Regions from separate parts of the Gossypium hirsutum genome. Here region 2 is linked to region 1. The links are chromatin contacts, called in public Hi-C maps. All regions are on one chromosome and are shown on one strand. Each heading gives the region's core, a stretch centred on a gene start, on an enhancer-like site or on the middle of the called end of the contact. The rest is flanking DNA. Distances are from core to core; before and after follow the strand shown. Region 1 holds the start of LOC107963121 (pyrophosphate--fructose 6-phosphate 1-phosphotransferase subunit beta). Region 2 holds the start of LOC107962057 (putative pentatricopeptide repeat-containing protein At1g10330).

Evidence for each region. A called contact is a pair of places that touch in the nucleus more often than the background predicts.
Region 2: a Hi-C map of hypocotyl shows a contact between it and region 1, with 2.6 times the contacts expected there. The contact joins the promoter of LOC107962057 here to the promoter of LOC107963121 in region 1. A contact is called at or near these places in 9 of 34 Hi-C or Micro-C datasets (fibers, hypocotyl, leaf and 1 more).

What each region holds. Positions count from the first base shown.
Region 1 is chrA06:117,867,439-117,871,832 of Gossypium_hirsutum_v2.1, reverse strand. LOC107963121 (pyrophosphate--fructose 6-phosphate 1-phosphotransferase subunit beta) reads left to right here and starts at 1,398. Exons shown (of 16, transcript XM_016899706.2): 1 at 1,398-1,938; 2 at 2,085-2,246; 3 at 2,358-2,479; 4 at 2,930-2,983; 5 at 3,066-3,172; 6 at 3,271-3,376; 7 at 3,504-3,567; 8 at 3,788-3,876; 9 at 4,335-4,394. The coding sequence starts at 1,749.
Region 2 is chrA06:118,007,332-118,012,459 of Gossypium_hirsutum_v2.1, reverse strand. LOC107962057 (putative pentatricopeptide repeat-containing protein At1g10330) reads right to left here and starts at 3,199. Exons shown (of 2, transcript XM_016898278.2): 1 at 1,592-3,199; 2 at 564-1,281. The coding sequence starts at 2,918. The coding sequence ends at 1,220. LOC121230712 (a long non-coding RNA gene) reads right to left here. Exons shown (of 4, transcript XR_005928841.1): 2 at 5,012-5,114; 3 at 4,579-4,651; 4 at 4,074-4,455.

The DNA.
Region 1 (4,394 bases), core at 149-2,648:
TTTTTTTAAGTTTGAGGAATTTTTAGATTTTAAGCCAAGAAAAAACATCTTGCAAGTGTCAGAGTGTAGAAGATGAAAGCACCTGGTAATGACAGAAAGGGGGAGCAATATGTTAAGTTCTTTGAGTTAGAGGGTGTAGCCCTACGCCCTGTTCGTAAAACTTTCCAGATTTGAGCACTTGGGGACATCTCTGGTTCCAATTTGTCACTAAAAACACTATCATTTAGGTTTGATTTGGTCAATCATTGGATCTTGCGTGCACTGAGATTGCTTTGCTAATCATATTTTATGGTTATCTGCACAAATGGAACCTATACGGGGATAGCAGACCCCTTAGGCAAAAAAAGCCATATCCTTTTGGGTGGAGATGGGCATAGCAGTGGGGTTTGCGGACTCCAATTGGTACTTTCTTTCGGTTTTAGATCACTCCCTCCTAACCCAATACCAAACTCAACAATTACAGGTAAGACCCAATCTGTTGGGCCGGACTCCTTTTCATATTTGTAGATATTTTAGGATGATTCCAATGAATATTTATGAACAAGCAAGCACTTTAATAATGAAATATGAGAAACTTGGAAGCAAAACAAAACAGAAAAAAAAATTGAAAAAGGAATATGAGAATATGCTTTCCCACTTCCCACCTAACCAAAAAAGCTAAGGTTATTCGAGGCTTCATGGTATATTTTTAAATATTCTTTTTACTATAATTAACATACAGGGTCTAAAAATTAAAATAATTTTATATATTTTTACATATAATTATTTATATGATTAACATTTTAATGAGCTAATCGTTAAATTTATCAGTATAATTATATTGATCATGCATGTAAATTTTTGTTTTGACCCAATATCTTTATCATATCGATCTAAAATGTTCTATATATTAATATATATTCAACGATTGAATTTATTTTACATAAAATAAATATATTAAATTTGACATGCAATGGTCTATATGAATAGGCATGAAATATAACAATTAAATCGTTAAAATATTGATCATATAAATAATTATGAAAGTGTGTAAAACTAATTTAATTTTTACACTATATGAGTGAATCTCTCCCCATTAATATATTATATAAAAAAATTTTGTCATAAATTTTAATATTTTACGTGTTTTGATTAGAGATGATAATAGATAACGGATATTCAATATTTGCAAATATCATATTTGTTTTGGATATTTTAATTACTATTCACAATAGATTTGTAACATTGCATATATTAATCATTATTTATTTTAATAATGGATAATCAAATTCGTAAATAATAGATTTAAATATTTGAATGCAGGCAGAAAATTCGAATATTTGAGGACGGTTTAATTAAATTTTCACAATATTTAATTTTTTATATATTACTTAAATTATTTGTTGCATGAACATATGGGTCATCGTATTACTCATGTTTATCGTGCATCTGCCTCCTTTCTTCTGCTATAATTTCATCCGTTACTGGATCCTGAAACTATTTGATTCATTGTCGTTTCGCTGGTAAATTTCTAAAATACCACCGATTTCAACGGGCAAACAGATACCTTTTCAGGGGCGGAGTCTCCCAAGAGCCCAAATATATTACCTGAAAGGACACTACTACCCTTCCCGTTTTGACTTAAAAGCGACTCAGGACAAATCTGATAGATTCACGCCACGCTTGAATCACTACTCACTAGTCGACTCGCAACTGATAGGACTGAGTTAGGTATAACCACCAAAAAAAATTTCCTAAGTAAAAAAGAGATGGCTCCCTCTTTTGTAACTAACGGCGGTGTAGCCGCCGTTGAAACGACTCCGTTCGCAGGACGTCTCGCCTCCGTTTACAGCGAGGTCCAAACGAGTCGTATCGACCACGCTCTTCCTGTACCTTCTGTTCTCAGAAGCCCCTTCAAAATTGTCGATGGTCCCGCTAGTTCCGCCGCCGGCAACCCTGGTTCTTCTCTCTTCACTTCGTTATTCTTCTTTTTCATTTTCGATCTAGTTTCTTTTTTTCTTTTTGTAATTTATCTGGATAATCATGCAAGTAAAACAATAGTATTTAGCTCAGTTCACTGAACTGGCAGATTTGTTTCTTGGCAGATGAGATAGCAAAGCTGTTTCCGAATCTGTTCGGGCAACCCTCGTCTATGCTGGTGCCGAACGGAATAGACAGTATCGGATCTGATCAGAAGCTAAAGATCGGTGTCGTTTTGTCTGGAGGGCAGGCACCTGGAGGTCACAATGTGATTTGCGGAATTTTCGGTTAGTCTTTTTTTTTTTCTCAATTACATTGTTTAAATAACATTGCATGTTACTTCAGAATTACGATACTTGTGCTAATGGAAACAAAATTTTTTCCCTTTGGAATGATAGATTACTTGCAGGAGCGTGCTCCAGGTAGCACTTTGTATGGTTTTAGGGGTGGTCCTGCTGGGGTCATGAAGGGAAAATACGTAGAATTGACTGCAGATTATATTTACCCTTACAGAAATCAGGTATTATTTGCTAGTATTTACAGAAATGTTAGTGTCAGGAAGCAAAAGAAAATAGTAACCTAATGAAGCCTAAAGATCCTTTTTGAATTTTAGCAGCGCGTGCTTAAATATTAATAGTGTTTGGTAGTAACTATGGCTTTTGGGAATTTTGACGATTTTGAAATTTCTACATTATTATCATATGAGAAGTTGGTGCGAGTATATGATAAAGTAGCTTCTGCTTAATGTTCCTCTTGTTGGTAAGAACAATTTAAACAATGTGAAAGAGCAGCATGGCAGTGTTTCATGCCACCTGCATTATAGGCTGTGTTATTTTCATATTAGTAAGGTTATGTTGTCTGTTAACCATGCATATTATTATTAATTTTAACTTTGCGTCTATACGTTACAACATATGCACTGACCCGCAAAGCAAAGATCCTAACAATTGTGTTTATTTATTCTAACCAGGGTGGCTTTGATATGATCTGTAGTGGGAGAGACAAGATTGAAACTCCTGAGCAGGTAAGGTTACATCTGTAAATCATTCTAGTTATTGAGTTTTTATCAACTAATAATTGCTGAATAAAGTTGGTACGATTTTCAGTTCAAGCAAGCTGAAGAAACAGCAGCAAAGCTTGATCTGGATGGGCTTGTTGTTATTGGTGGGGATGACTCAAACACAAATGCTTGCCTTCTTGCTGAAAACTTCAGGTACAGTTAGAGAAATTTTGTATTGTTGATATATATTGTTGCTGATGGAAAGTATGTATACCATATTACTTTACTTGCTTCTTCAATTTGCCAATTAGGAGTAAAAATCTGAAAACTCGAGTGATTGGATGCCCAAAAACCATCGATGGTGATTTGAAATGCAAAGAAGTTCCTACAAGTTTTGGGTTTGATACTGCTTGCAAAGTAAGGCTTCTGCGTTCACATTTTATAGGTCTTTATTTTAACATTTGTGCAAGTATTTCTTATACACCCTTTTGTTGTATATGCCACTGCATTAGATATGTACTCATGTTTGCTTATCTTCTTATAGATATATGCTGAAATGATTGGGAATGTCATGATAGATGCACGATCAACTGGAAAATATTATCATTGTGAGTGCTTAAAGCTTTCAAATTTCATGAACCTTTTGGAAGGGTTCATACCTATGTTCATGAATGATTGACTACTTTTTTAATCAGTGTTCATTTATACCACTAAAACATGTGTCTGTTTACCTTTCAAATTAGATTAGGATTGAAATGACCTCTCTGCCCCTTGCTCTACTGTTGTTATTTATGTTGGTAACACTGTTCAATTCACCTGTCTCTGTAGTTGTACGGCTCATGGGACGTGCAGCTTCACACATTACTTTGGAGTGTGCTTTGCAGACTCATCCTAACATTACTATTATTGGAGAAGAGGTATTTTATAGATCATTCATCCTAGACAACTCTTATTGGAGAAGAGATATTCTATGAACCATTCTTATGTATCTGACAGTTTTTGTTACTTGTAAGCAATAAGTTTGAAGAAGGTCTATGTTTTGATTATTTTAGGACATTCTCTTTGTATATTATCAAGTATGCTCTTTATTTGTGTGTTCAGTTTTAGGTTTTCTAATGATTACTTGAAGATAAAATGGTTGGTAAAAGTTTATGCGGGCTATGTTGCTTTCCAACTCTTCATTTTTCTTAAGTACATGTATCCAATACGTATTTGGATATGGATATGAGGGTAATTCTTCAAAAATATATGAAAACTTGAAAAAATATCAGCATATATCCAACATCTGCACGACATCGAAGTAACAGGCTCTGTAGATACTTCATAAAAGCTTTCTGTACAGATTCAAAGGTAATCAGATTACATCTTCTTGCAGGTTGCTGCCAAGAAGTTGACCCTAAAAAATGTAACAGACTACATGGTTGATGTCATTTGC
Region 2 (5,128 bases), core at 1,950-4,449, 140 kb before region 1:
GAAATATGTATTACCATATATGCATCAGCATGGTTGCTTCATTTAATTGTGTCATTAAAGCCAAAGCCTTAAAAGGCTCAACTTAATTTGCGTGAGCTGTGCAAAAAGTTAGGTCCAAATGAGCTGTGCTGCTTCAGTGGTCCTTCTTTCCGGTGAGATTCGAAGCTTATCATTAACCAAAACATTGATTAGAATTTTTGTTATAAATTTCAATTTCTTGTCCCCATTTCTCAAATCTCTACACACAATTCACCTAAGGCATTTGAAAAAAAAAATTGATAATTCATGTTGTATCACATTTTTTTTTTATTGTCAGAATTGTTTTAAGGTGTTTGATAGGTTAATAAATTATATTATATAAAAAATTTAAAACAAGTTGATATTGATGCTGTGTTATGTTTGAATTTTTTTTTATTCCATTTCTGTGTTATATATATAATTAGTGATACGAGTAAATTTGTCATTAATTCAATTTATTAATAATAAAAATATTCATACTTTATAAAGAAAATTGTATTATTAAAAAATTACAGATAATAAAATTTAAATACAAGCCTCAACAATTGTATTTTACTATTCCTTTATAAATATATTTGTTACATTTCTCAAGCAAATGGTAGCCATAATCTATTGTCTTTGGTAGGTAATACTATTATGAAGGTCTATGTCCTAGGAATCAAAGTGCATTTTATTCTATTTACTTAAAAAATGAGTAAATTAATCTATGTACAATAAATCAAAGAGCAAACAAATCTTTTTGTTAAAAAGATCATCCATTTCTACCATAAAAAAGTTGGTGTGATTGATGGAATTTCTATATAGTTACACATAACAATGCCATGTGTACCTCATGTTAACACAATTTTTAATAGTAAAAATGGATAAAATTTTTAACAAAAAGAGTAATTTACTTTTTAATCTAAAATATAATGATTAGATTACTCAATTTTTTAAATAAAACCAAATCTTTTAAAGAATCCAAATAATAAACTTACCAGGTAGAGCCATCCTACAGGTCTGTCAAAGGAAGCATAAGTCAATTAAAACAAACAATTATTGGTCCATCAAATTCAAATCAACAACGTAGCTAGCCTCCATATGTACGCCACTAAAACAAAAGGCATCTCTATTTTCCCTTTCCCTCACCAAAAATCCTACCTCAGATTTGGCCCACAACCAGAGACTAATGGAATTTTAAATACCCTCATGCTGCACACGTTCAGTCAGTCCATTTCGCCAAAAGTAAAAGGGTCCCCTCAATCCCAATTTTTGTGTTCTTCCCTTCACATGACAAATACATATATCGAGTCAAGACAGGCTAAAGAAAAAAAGTCAAGCAAGCATGAATTTCATTTGTCTTTCATATGTAAATCTCATCATGCTGATGTGTTTGCATCATAAGAGAGTTAACTCTTTGTCTAGGGGAATATTTGATTGTTCAATCTAAGAATGAATTCTCTAATATTTTGATTGGCATTTACCATCGATATTGCTGCTGCAGAATGCATGTGATTAGTTAAAGAATAGAGACTGCTTCCACAGGATTTTTACACGGAATCAATGAAGCTATAAGCAGGAACTTTCCTGATACCTGCTTCTACCATGGCTTTCCTCAAGTCAGCTGCACGATCCCATCTCTCCTTGTCGGCATTTATGGTAGACAACGCTAAATATGGTCCGCAATGTCGTGGCTGCAACTCAAGCAACCTTCTCCCCACTTCATTTCCAAGTTCAATGGCACCATGAATCTTACAAGCACCTAAAAGAGCCCCCAAAACCGAAGCATCAGGTTGAAATGGCATAGTGTTGACAAACTCAGTCGCTTGAGTCAAAAGGCCTGCTCTGCCTAAAAGGTCTACCATACACCCGTAGTGTTCCATTATTGGCACAATGCCATATTGGCACCACATTGATTGAAAGAATTGTGAACCCAACTGCACTCTCTTAGTGCGAGCACATGCTGTAAGAACAGCAACAAATGTGACCTCATTCGGACACATTCCGTCCACTTTCATCTTCTCAAACAAGTCCAAAGCCTCCTTTTCTCTACCATTACATGCAAAAGAAGAGATCATTGCATTCCAAGTACAAACCTCTCTATTAAAAACTCTAAAGGCAAAGTCTAAATGACCTCTTTTTCCATAAAAATCAATCAATGCCGTGCCCATGAAAACAGTCATAACGCCCTCGTTTCTGAAAATATGCCCATGTATCTGCCTCCCTTGGTAAAACCCCCTTTGCTCTTCTAAATTAGCACAACAAGAGAGCACGTTAACATAAGTAGCCTCACTCGGTTTAACCGAAAACTCTATCATTTTCTCAAAAACCCAAATAGCCTTTGCAAACTGTTTGCTCCTTACGAAACCATTAATAACACTTGTCCAAGACACCACATCCTTTTCACTCATGCGGTCAAAGAAGAAAAGAGCAGAACCCATATCACCATTTCTCCCAAAAGCATCAAGCATCACATTACACGCGACGATGCACGGGTTAAGAATTTTTTCGAACACTTTACGCACATTACTTAGGCTACCGAGTTTGGCATACAAACCAAGCAAAGATGTTTGCACGAAGGAGTCAGTCAAGACGCCACGCTTTAGTGCTTGGGCATGGAGGGGTGAGCAAGAGAGCGAGGCTAAGGATTGGGAGGTAGAGGCGGCTTTGAAAAGGGAAGTGAAAGTGTGGCCATTGGGGGGTGCCTGATGATGAAGCATGAAGGTGAAGAGTGTAAGGGAACAATGTGGGATTATGTTGAGATAAGCCCTTATTAAGGTGTTGTAAAGGAGGGTTGGTTTCCATTTGGAAGCAGTATTGAAGAGGAGAGCGGTGGTGATTAGCAGGGAATGGATTTGCTTGATTTGGTTTGGACGTTCGAGGAAACGTTGAAGGTGTTGCAGCAGATACTCAGAGTTCATGTGGCTTATTCGGGTTTCAGTGATGGCCCTTTCAGCTTTCTTCTATATCATGGGCCTCATTATGGGGAGGCCTATATCCAATTTTCTATTATCAAGGCAAAAGAAATTTAGGGCGTTCATAGTAATTTTATTGAAGCCATTAGAAAAAAAAACTTGCATAAAATAGAAGAATCACTATACTGAGAAATTAAGAGCTCATGATGGAACATAGGATCACCGCAATGGTACAAGACTCGCCTAAAAGCATCCTCTTCCAATGTCCTTTGATACCTTTCTGATACAGATTCTCACATATTTATATGCGAGTAAAAAATAGAAGAATTGGAGTTAATGCTGACATCTATAGAAAATTACAATTCTAACAAACCGTAAATACTAACTTTACTCGATCTCTTCGCTTCATGTTAATAGCTAATTTAATATCATATCATTCACCAAACCAACCTTTATTCTATTGATGGCAGTAAAAAACTAATTAAAAATTCAATAAAGGCAATTGCACCTATCAATTAATAGTATAACTATAATTAGTATAGATATCGTTCCCATGAAGACTAAAAGTACTAGTACTTGCGTCTTTTTATTATTTAACCGACAAATTAGAGTGATTGATTAAAAACTAAAATTAACTAAAGGACACGACAAATAAAAAATCAGGAAAATAATCGAGTAAACAACCAAGAAGCGAAACAATACTCAGAAAAGAATTCACCTAGACTTCATTTGTCATTATCAATCTAAATTACGCAGTTTCTTTACTTTGTATCTTGATCCGTAGAAATACATAAATTATGCTAATATATTTCTTTAAGACTAAGAGCAACTGATTCTAGGTTGATTAATTGAAATTTTTTTCTAACTAAAACCCCTATTATCTCATTAATTCTATCTATGAATCCCCCTATTAGATTTGACTCTAATCCGATAGATTGATGTCGTCCTATTTCTAGGATTGTATTTGTATGCAACTCCACTCAATTATGCTAAATCTACTTTTAAACATTGTCTATTCCTCCTCTGATTTAAGTACAACAAAATGGATTAATAGAACATAAATCAAAAGACAGAATTCATCATAGGGTTCATCTCCCCTAGGTATTTAGAAAGTTAGTTCATAATTGCAAATAAAAATATCTCAAAGACAATATAGCCATAAGAAATAAATAAACTCATAATAAACTTTAAAGAAATCAAAAGGAGATCTTCAGTCTTGATGGAAATCTATTTCAGAGTCGACTTCAATAGTATTTTCTGAGTTGTTTTCTTAAATATTCTATGACGGTTTACTCCCATCTTCTTATGTTTGTCATATATAGGTCTTGGAATGCTCGAAAAACCTAAAAATTATGTTTTTCCACGCGTTTGGAGTGAAATTTACAATCTTGACACGGCCTGGAATATGGCCGTGTGGCAGCTCGTGTGGTTCACACGACCGTGTGTCTAGCCCCTGTGGAATGACCCAGCTCGTGTGGCTCCTGAAAGTTGCTTCGATATTTCAATTTTTTGACTTTCGCTCCTTTTGTTCCCAAATACTCTCCTAAGTATAGAAACATGAATTTAAAGGATGAAACATAAAATTCACCATTTTAAATAGAATAAACATCCAAAAATACATTATGTATGATGCTAAAATATGTTACTTTTAGCATTTATCATTTACCCTTTTCTTTTGCAACTTGCCTTTGGATTAATGTTGCAACAGGCTTCCATGAACACCAACATGTCAACTTCACCTAAATAGTGGGCAAAAGTATCACCATTAAACTGATTTCGATCTCGTAAAAAATTGATTGAACATCACAATTAATTGAACATCACACTCTTTGAAAGATGACTACTAATCTCTCCATTTAATTTAGCTGTGAATCCAACTAGAATTGTGCCCTTAAGCTTTTGATCCCTACATTAGCATAATAAACCTCATAGATAGTAATAATGTCCATACCCTTTTTACAAAAAGAAAAACTGCATTGTTGCAAAATAATCATATGATCAAATCTTAATGTTTCTCACAAAAGAAAAACAATATTTATAATATATATAAAATACTAAAGATATTATTTTAAAATTTAAACAAAGAAAGAAAACCTTACCTACATGTATACCCTTTAGGCATAATCCAACCATATTTTCACAAGTATTTGGAGAAGCCTTGTAATTTGGAGCTTTGTTACACGTCTTTCAAAAACATGTTCCCTACCAAGTATGAT